Regions from separate parts of the Mus musculus genome. Here region 1 is linked to region 2. Evidence: chromatin contacts called from public Hi-C data. All regions are on one chromosome and are shown on one strand. The core of a region is the stretch at or near the end of the contact, and the rest is flanking DNA. Distances in the headings are between cores, read along the strand shown.

Region 1 (3,989 bases), core at 413-2,912, 66 kb after region 2:
AACACAAGTTCATGAAGGACAAAGTTCTAGTGTCTGGACATGGACCGAATCACACCCAGACGTCTTACCGGCTTCGGTTAGTGATGGGAGTCTCGTCCTCAAAGACCCACTGCAGGCTCGGGGGTGGCTGGGCTGAAAACTGGCAATGGAACATGGCCTCCTCGTTCCTTGCTACAACAACATCCTGAGGTGCCAGCACCACCCTGGCAAAGCTTTCATCTGTGGCAAGGGGAGGCGGGCGCGGAGGAGGTGAGCAGGCATGGCAGTGAGCCCCTCCTAGCCCTGCCTCCCCTCTTCCATCCCCACCACAGGCTCACCTGCAACACTCAAGGTGAAGTTCTGGCTGCTGCAGGCCTGGCCAAAGGCATTGTGGGCACAGCAGGAGTAGAGGCCACTATGTTCGGGACTGGCTGGCCGTAGGGTCAGGTTCCTCTCCCTGCTGCTGACGGTGTGGGTGCTCTGATCATCAGAGAGGGGGGTCCCATCTCGGAACCACTGGTAGGTAGGCCTGTAGGACATGGGCATTCATAAGCTTGGAAAGGGGGTACAGGATAAGACATCTAACTGGGTACTCCCGTTTACAAGTGGAGGAGGGGCCTGGGAAGGGAAAACAGTCTGTGTAAGGGCAAACATTAGTTCAGGGGTGAAAGCAAACAAATCCAGATTGCTCAGTTCCCAGAGTCTAGAGCCATTCATGCAGTACTCCCCCTTCTCCAGCTACTACAGGCCGGTGGGAGTGGTGCCAGCATGAAGCAAAGTCCATCTGCACGGATTCTAGGACTTGGGGTGACATCCCGTCCTCCATGGCTCCTTACCGAGGGTGCCCGTCAATGTGACATCGCAGTGTGACCTGGGTCTGGGGCTGGATCTCAGCTTCTGAGGCTGGGTGCTTCAGGACCACAGGACCTGCTTCGATCCCTAGAGCAGAGGCCACAGTTGCAGAGCATAGGTGGGAAGATGGAGGGGAAGGAGGGCACCACGTAGCCCTTAGGCATGTACCCGTCTTACACACACACACACACACACACACACACACACACGAGTACCGTGAAGCCACAGCCAAGACTGTGGGTCCAGACACAGAGCACACGCCTTGTCCCTGATGGGTCAAATTTAATACACGCCAAGGACTTCAATGAAAGCCTCCAGTAGATAAAAGGGACAGAGACTGGAAGCAGTGGGGGAGGGCGGGAAAGATGGACGGTACTCTGTCTGTGGTACTAGTATGTGCTCAGTGTGTATGGGACCCTAGGTCCAATCTATAGCAAAGAAAAGGGAAGGGAGGGTTTGGAAAGATGGATGAGAGGGAAGAGGAGAGGACAGGGTGAGGGAGAAGATGCAAAGATGGTAGAAAAGTAAGGAGGGAGAGAAGGAAGCAGTAGGAGCCTACTAACTCCCTCTCATCCACACAAGCAGTATCACAAATGAACTCTCTCTGCCCCATTCAACTGGCAGCAGGAGAAACCGAGGAAGAGGCTCCCAGGCCTCAGCTGCTGAGGCTGAAGGCTGCACACCAGGCACAGCACCCTCCCTCCCTCCCTCCCTCCCTCCCTCCAAAGGCTCTCACTCACATTTGATGTTGAAGGAGGCATTAGTACTGCGGACTTCCTCTCCAGTGACGTTATCCCGAGCCACACACTGGAAAGCACCAGAATCCTGGAGCCGGTCCACAGCTGCGAAACTCAGGCTGCTGCCCTGGGCAAACCGTCGCTCCGTGTCCTGGACAGGCACCCCATTGAGCAGCCAGTACACGTGCACCGGGTCCGGAGCCTCCACTTCACAACGGAGCAGCGCCCGGCGCCCTTGAAGTGCATCCTGGGAGGACGGCTCCTTGATAAAGACGATAGCGGCTTGGGCACCTGCGGACGCAGACGTGGGAGAAGCAGGGTCAGGAGGAGCTGATGCCTCCATCCTAACACGGGGGGGGGGGGGGGAGCGGGGCGAGACCACGGACGGCTGGTCAATAAACAGGCACAAATAACAATGCTATAATGCTATAGTTGCAGAGGTCCTCGGAGGAGTTCCAACTGTGTTGGAATCCAGACAAAAATGTCCCCGGTCAGGCTGGTGAGATGGCTCAGTGGTTAAGAGCACCGACTGCTCTTCCGAAGGTCCTGAGTTCAAATCCCAGCAATCACATGGTGCCTCACAACCATCCGTAATGAGATCTGACGCCCTCTTCTGGTGCGTCTGAAGACAGCTACAGTGTACTTATAGGATGGACAAATATACAAGATATGTCTGTGTAAATGCCAAGTGGATGATGTGGAAAGCTGGCTCCCGTAAGTAAGGGAGCCCTGAGGCCTGGGTGGGGCTGATCACACCCGGCTTCCCAAAGACAAGAGCCCCAGACCTACAAGACCAGATCCTAGGTTCTGATGCTAAGGCTAGGGACCAGGGGATTGGAAAAGTAACCCAACCCTCCCTTGCCTACCCCAGAGGGAAGGCACAGAATAAAGTTTGATCTTGACTTAGCCAGAGAACCCTAGGGTACCAGCCACTAAGGCAGTTGTGGCTCTGAAGCCCATCCACGGTGCTCTGCAGTCCCCGAGACGTCATCCTCTCACTGGAGAAGCGGAAGTTCTCAAGACACAAAGGCCAAGATGTACTGAGGTCAGCCTGATATCCGGTCTGTCAGGCCACAGATCTGTATGTAAAGCCTCCTGCGCACGGTCACTCAGCTTTAGTCCCAACTCGGGGGACAACTATGAACAGGAGCCTCCACCCCCGCAACCAGAGGCAGAACCAGAGTCAGGGGCAAAGCAAGCACCTGTGCTGTGCAGATGGGCTAGGCGGGGCAGGGCAGGGCTGGGCATTCTGGGGGGGGGGGGGGGGGGAGCATAGTTACAGCAGTGTCACAGGTAACATGGTAGGCTTTGTTTATGCCATGTGGGTGCCTGGCAGAGTCACGGAACCACCGGGCGGGCAGGCGGGCTTAAATGTGGAAGAGATGTTCCCAGCCACCAGGAAGAAGCAGGCTCAGGGCCAAGTCACTGGGGAGCAGTCACAGCCCAGCCAACACTCCCTAAAGACCCTAGAGATGAGGTTTGGTTCCTCAGCCCGAGATTCTGCCTTCTCAGAGTTGTATGTCAATACAAGTCCTAGGATCTAACAGGACTAACAGCCCAGATAAGAGGCTACTCTGAAACCAGTCTATCTTCCAACCTTCCCAAAGGCCCACCACCCCTAACACAAAACATTCAGGGAGCTGGAAATGTCCCCAAAGCACCCTTCTTCCTTCTCAATGGGGTCCTGTTGGTTCTCTGCGCAAGCCAATTCTCTACCAAGCAGGGTGATCCCACCCACTGTGCCAGTTAACAAACATGCCTTTAGGCACCTTGGTTACTGTGCCAACGCAGACACTCCCCATCCATTTCTAAATACTCCACAGGGGTGTGGCCCTGTCCCCACTAGACATCATGGTACAAAACCTTTGCGGTATGGAACTGTGTGCAAACTCAGGCCCAGAAATGTGAAGGACTAACTAAAGGTCAGACAACTTACATGTTACAACTCCATGCCCAAAACCTAAAGAAGCCAGCCCCTCATCTCACGCTCTTCCTGGAAACATCTGAGCCTACCAGGGTGAGTCGGTTTCCTCACAGTCAGGCAGTGTGGCAGACCTGCCTCCCACAGACAATACCAGGCTCACAAAGACACTCAGAGAACACTGGGTGACCTGAAGAAAAATTCATGTCTAGGGTGGCTTTGGCATCAGGCGCGTTTGCCCACTTCCACCTGTGGCTGGCAGAATCAGCTCTACTCCACGGTCCTCTGCAAATCTTGGGACCCTCAACCCATAACTCCAGGATGTTCACCAAAGAGCAGAGACATCACCTATGACAGTCAGGGTGTCCAACTTGCTGCTCAGAATAGGATGAATACAGTCGAACCCAAGATTGTAAACTTGCTTAAAACACATGAGTCTTAAAAAACAAAACAAAACAAGTGTGTACGTATGCATCCATGTGTGCACACGTATGGAGAGG
Region 2 (4,173 bases), core at 430-2,929:
TTTCTTAAAGTCCCTGGACGAATCCCCAAGTTTCAGAACAAGGTTTGAAGTTCCTCACAGAGCTACAGTCTGAATGTGCCTGCTCTCCTGGCTGCTCCCCTGCTGCCATGACGCCCCTTCATTCCGCCTGAGCAGCATTTTAAAACGCCCATTGCAGCATCCCGTTTCTCCTTTCTGCACGCTGCCTCTGCCTGGGGTGCCACTGAGTTCTCTTTACTGAGCTAAGTTCAGCTTCAGGCTTCAGCTCAGCCAACAGCTCCTGAAAGGAAGCCTTCTCTGACCCTCGTTGGCCCCGGAACCCTCTCTCCTGGCCCTCTATCTCCCAGGAGGCTCTTCTCTTCACATTGACCTGAATGCCTTTGGCTGGGTTCAAGACAGCCTCCTGCCTCAGCTTTCCAGGGAGAGGGGCAACAGCCACGTCACTGTGCCTGCACCATGATGCTTTCGCTTCAAGCTGTTTTATTTCTGTTTCCTCTTTTATTCCCCACTTTGAGACAGGATATCAATATGGAGCCCGGGCTTGAATTCTTGATCCCCCTGCCTCAACTCCCTGAGTGATGAGATTATATACATGCACTATCAAGCCTGATTCTCTTGACTGACTCGCTAGCCTGGCTCCCCAACTACAAATTCCTCATCTCTGACTGTCCCTGTTCCCTCAGAGCCTAGTGCAGTGTGTGGCATTCTTGGCACTGAACAAACACCCACGGCACGAGCAGGTAAGCAGACTGTTGCTCTCTAAGCACAAGATGGTGGTATGTGGATCTGTTAGGAGCCAGTGACTGGGTTCAGACAGTGGGATGTCCACACAGCCGAGCACAGACAGGCCAATGTGCCAGTCATGCACCAAATGAGTTTGAAATGTCCTACAAGGACAGAGTTTACAAAGAGCATTGTGGGACGGTGCTTTGCGGGAGATAACATTGGTGCACAGTAGGATAGTTTGTATGAGCACATGTGCAAACAAATGGGTTCGCACCTAATAAGAACACCACGGTGCATGTGTAAGGTGATGGAGTGGGAGCCAGTGCTGCCGTTGGACTCCCAGTAGGTCTTGGGGTTGCGGTCCGTCAGCTTGCTGGCCCGGTGTGGGTTCGAGGACACCTCCACTTTCTCCCAGCACCTGTCCTCCTTCACCTCCACACTGGAGCCTGGGGGAGAGGAGGAGGGGCCGGGGGTCACAGCAAGGTCAGAGATAAGGAAAGGTCAGAGAGTGGGAAGGAAAGTGCCGAGCGGGTGGGAGCCAGGGACATGGCTGAGGGTACTAACCCTGGCAGAGATGCCTGAGGAACACATCAAAGAAGGGGATAGTGATGGGCTTGTAGGTTCGCCTGTGGTCTTCAATCTGGCCCAGCACCATCTGCAGCCAGAACACAGGGCAGGGAAGGGATGCGGACAAGGTCAGAAGCATGCACAGAGGGAAGAAGGCCAAGAGGGACCAGAACGCTCAACCCTTCTCACCAAGTCCTGATGGGACCGTGGAGGGCAGGGGGAAGCTTAGGGACAGGAGCCCAGATTTGCTGCCACTGCTGCCACATGGGATCCCAGAGACAGATACAAGGAGAGCCCACCCCTTGTTTCTGGTCTTCTCTCAGCTCCACACCTACAAGCCCCTCCTCACCTGGATGCAGCCTGCCAGGATGCTCGAGGTGAGGTTGCTGCAGAGCTGCGAGTACTTCTCACACTCGGCCACCAGGTGGCGCAGCTCAGAGGCCAGCAGGAGCTGAGTGGAGTGCTTGTCCAGGACTTTGGAGAGGGCTTCCTTACCTCCCAGGCAGCAAAGCACCACTGCGTAGTCTTTCTGCATCAGAGCCAGGCGGTGCAGGAAGCAGGTCACCTCCTGGACAACCTGAGCCCAGAGCCACACGGGTGAGTTTCCAGGAAAGAGAGGACAGAGAGGGTAAGGGCGAGGGCTGGGTCCACTGAAGGAAGAAGAATGGCAGGGACTGAGGAGGTCTGCAGGGCCAGGAGAGGAACAAGGAGACTGGAACAGTATAATGGAAGCGCTGGGACTCAGAGTCAGCTGGCGGTGCAGCTGGTGTAGTGTCACAGGCTTCTTCCTGCCAAGATCAAACTACCCCAAGGGCTAGCCTTTGTCTGACATCACTCCATGATGTACAAACCCTGGCTCGGAGACAGCAAGGCCCGTCTGGATTGCTGAGTGACACCAGCCTTCCTCTCCTTCCTCCAGAGACCACAGTGCCCTGAGACCCTCAGACCTACACAGATCCACTGAGCCTCTAGAGCCTCCCTAGGCAGGTGGTGCCCCAACTTCTGCTAGGAATCTGGTACCTCAGAGTCACTGCTTGGCCCATTCAGGCAGTTGAGGCAGGGCTCCAAGACCTCGTGCCAGGGGAGGACCATTGTCTCAGGATGATCCAGCAGTCGGGTCATGACCCTGGGGAAGGGAAGGAAACATGTAAAGCGCTAGCAGTCGCTCAGTCCCTGTGCACGGAGCCTGGACAGACTCTTTACCTGAGTATCGTGAGCAGCAGAGTTCTGTTGGGCCCGGGGGCATCTAGAGTCCGCAGCAACAGGAGGAATGGCTGCGTTTCCTGCTGGAGGCGCCTGAGGAGGGGCCTCACGGCAGCTGGAGGGCTGCCTTCATGGCACAGCACGCGTTCCAAGTCAAGGAAGAGTTCTGCTGACAGGTCACCCACCAGGGACCGGATGAGCGACTCGGGGGACCCATCCTGACCCTGGGTGCTTGGTGTCTCCAGTACTGCCGGGCAGACACACCAGAGGGAAAACGAGAGGCATTTTGTAGATCAGTCAAACCCACAAACAGTGCCATCCAGAAAGAAGCTGCCCCCTGCCCTCCCCCCCCCCCCCCCCCGCAAACCTCCTTTCCACATTGAGGATGTCTGTATCATAGCTTATCAGAGTATATGAAATTTTCTTTTCTGGTCCCCAATGTAGACCTAACTTTACTTGGAAAGCAATTACAGTGTAAGCTGCATTAACGGCATCCCAGTCACCGCCCACTATTAAACGCTAGCTATGTACACAGTACTGTGGTGATGGGAACATCCCCAAACTGCTGAGTGAGGCTTCAGACACACAGACTCAAGGATGCATACCGCTTATTGTGGTCCGCGTCCATATGCCTGCATTTTTACCCTATTTTTTTAAAACATAAAAATATCTTATAACATTGATGATAGTCCTCCTTTTGGTCAACAAGTTCTGCTTAAGATCAGGCATGCCAGGGGCTGGAGAGATGGCTCAGTGGTTAAGAGCACTGACTGCTCTTCCAGAAGTCCTGAGTTCAATTCCCAGCAAACACATGGTAGCTCACAACCATCTGTAATGAGATCTGATGCCCTCTTCTGGTGTGTCTGACAGCTACAGTGTATTCATATAAATAAAATAAATGAATCTTAAAAAAAAAAAAACAAAAAACCAGCACTCGGGAGGCAGAGGCAGGTAGATTTCTGAGTTCAAGGCCAGCCTGGTCTACAGAGTAAGTTCCAGGACAGCCAGGGCTATACAGAGAAACCCTGTCTCGAAAAACCAAAAAGAAAAAAAAAAAAAAGATCAGGCATGCCATGAAGATGCACACAGGTACTGTGAACACCTGGGAGACTGAGGCAAGAACATCCCAAGTTCGAGACTAGCCTGGGCTCCATAACATTACATATTACATTTCCTACCCTCCTCTCAAAAACACCTCTAGCTTGAGCACTAAAGCTTTCAGTCATTTCCTGAAGACTCTTGTATCCTTCATTAAGTGACTAGAACGTAAGCTTAGATTCCTGGTCACAGTGTGGCACATGTCCCTCCTCAGCAAAGCATCCTGTCCGCCATGGTACCTGCTCGCTCAGGACTTCCCCGTGGCTCTGAGTAGCGACTGAGGAGCATGGTGAGGATGGTGCGTGTGGTGGGCATTGGCTCTGTCCCCGGCGCTATCCCCGAGTGCCTGAACAAGGTGTCTCTCAGCTCCTGCGTTATGATCTGGTCTCCCAAAGTGTGGTGGTTGCATAGAAGCAGGTTGAGAAGAAGCAGGCCGTTTCTCACTGCAGAGGAGCACCTGGGAGAATGGGTGAGCCAACAAGTTGACAGGGAAGGCAACAGAGGCGAGGGACAAGAGCAGCTGGGCTGGGAGGGGTCTTCAGTGGTCCCTCCGAGGAAGGACTCCTGGCCATCAGACCCTGGGCCACTACTGAAACCCCA

Evidence for each region. A called contact is a pair of places that touch in the nucleus more often than the background predicts.
Region 1: a Hi-C map of cerebral cortex shows a contact between it and region 2, with 4 times the contacts expected there. The contact joins two enhancer-like sites. A contact is called at or near these places in 1 of 15 datasets of contacts at CTCF or cohesin (pro-B cells), 48 of 484 Hi-C or Micro-C datasets (the AML12 cell line, B cells, the BV-2 cell line and 30 more), 2 of 115 datasets of contacts at active chromatin or transcription factors (both in embryonic stem cells) and 4 of 9 other capture datasets (adipose tissue, embryonic stem cells, liver and 1 more).

The regions. Positions count from the first base shown.
Region 1 is chr17:46,589,944-46,593,932 of GRCm38.p6, forward strand. It overlaps Ptk7 (PTK7 protein tyrosine kinase 7), which reads right to left. Exons shown (of 20, transcript NM_175168.4): 2 at 1,572-1,859; 3 at 816-918; 4 at 318-508; 5 at 69-219. Among named protein-coding and RNA genes, the nearest start is that of Srf, 36 kb to the left of the region's middle. Within about 2 kb of position 1,663, at least 27 of the 459 cell types and tissues checked have an H3K27ac peak or open chromatin away from gene starts, as enhancers often do. A contact at or near this core is called in cerebral cortex, where this site is marked.
Region 2 is chr17:46,524,087-46,528,259 of GRCm38.p6, forward strand. Cul9 (cullin 9) reads right to left here. Exons shown (of 41, transcript NM_001081335.2): 11 at 3,813-4,030; 12 at 2,476-2,722; 13 at 2,293-2,398; 14 at 1,622-1,849; 15 at 1,270-1,360; 16 at 980-1,151. Among named protein-coding and RNA genes, the nearest start is that of Cul9, 20 kb to the right of the region's middle. Within about 2 kb of position 1,680, at least 27 of the 459 cell types and tissues checked have an H3K27ac peak or open chromatin away from gene starts, as enhancers often do. A contact at or near this core is called in cerebral cortex, where this site is marked.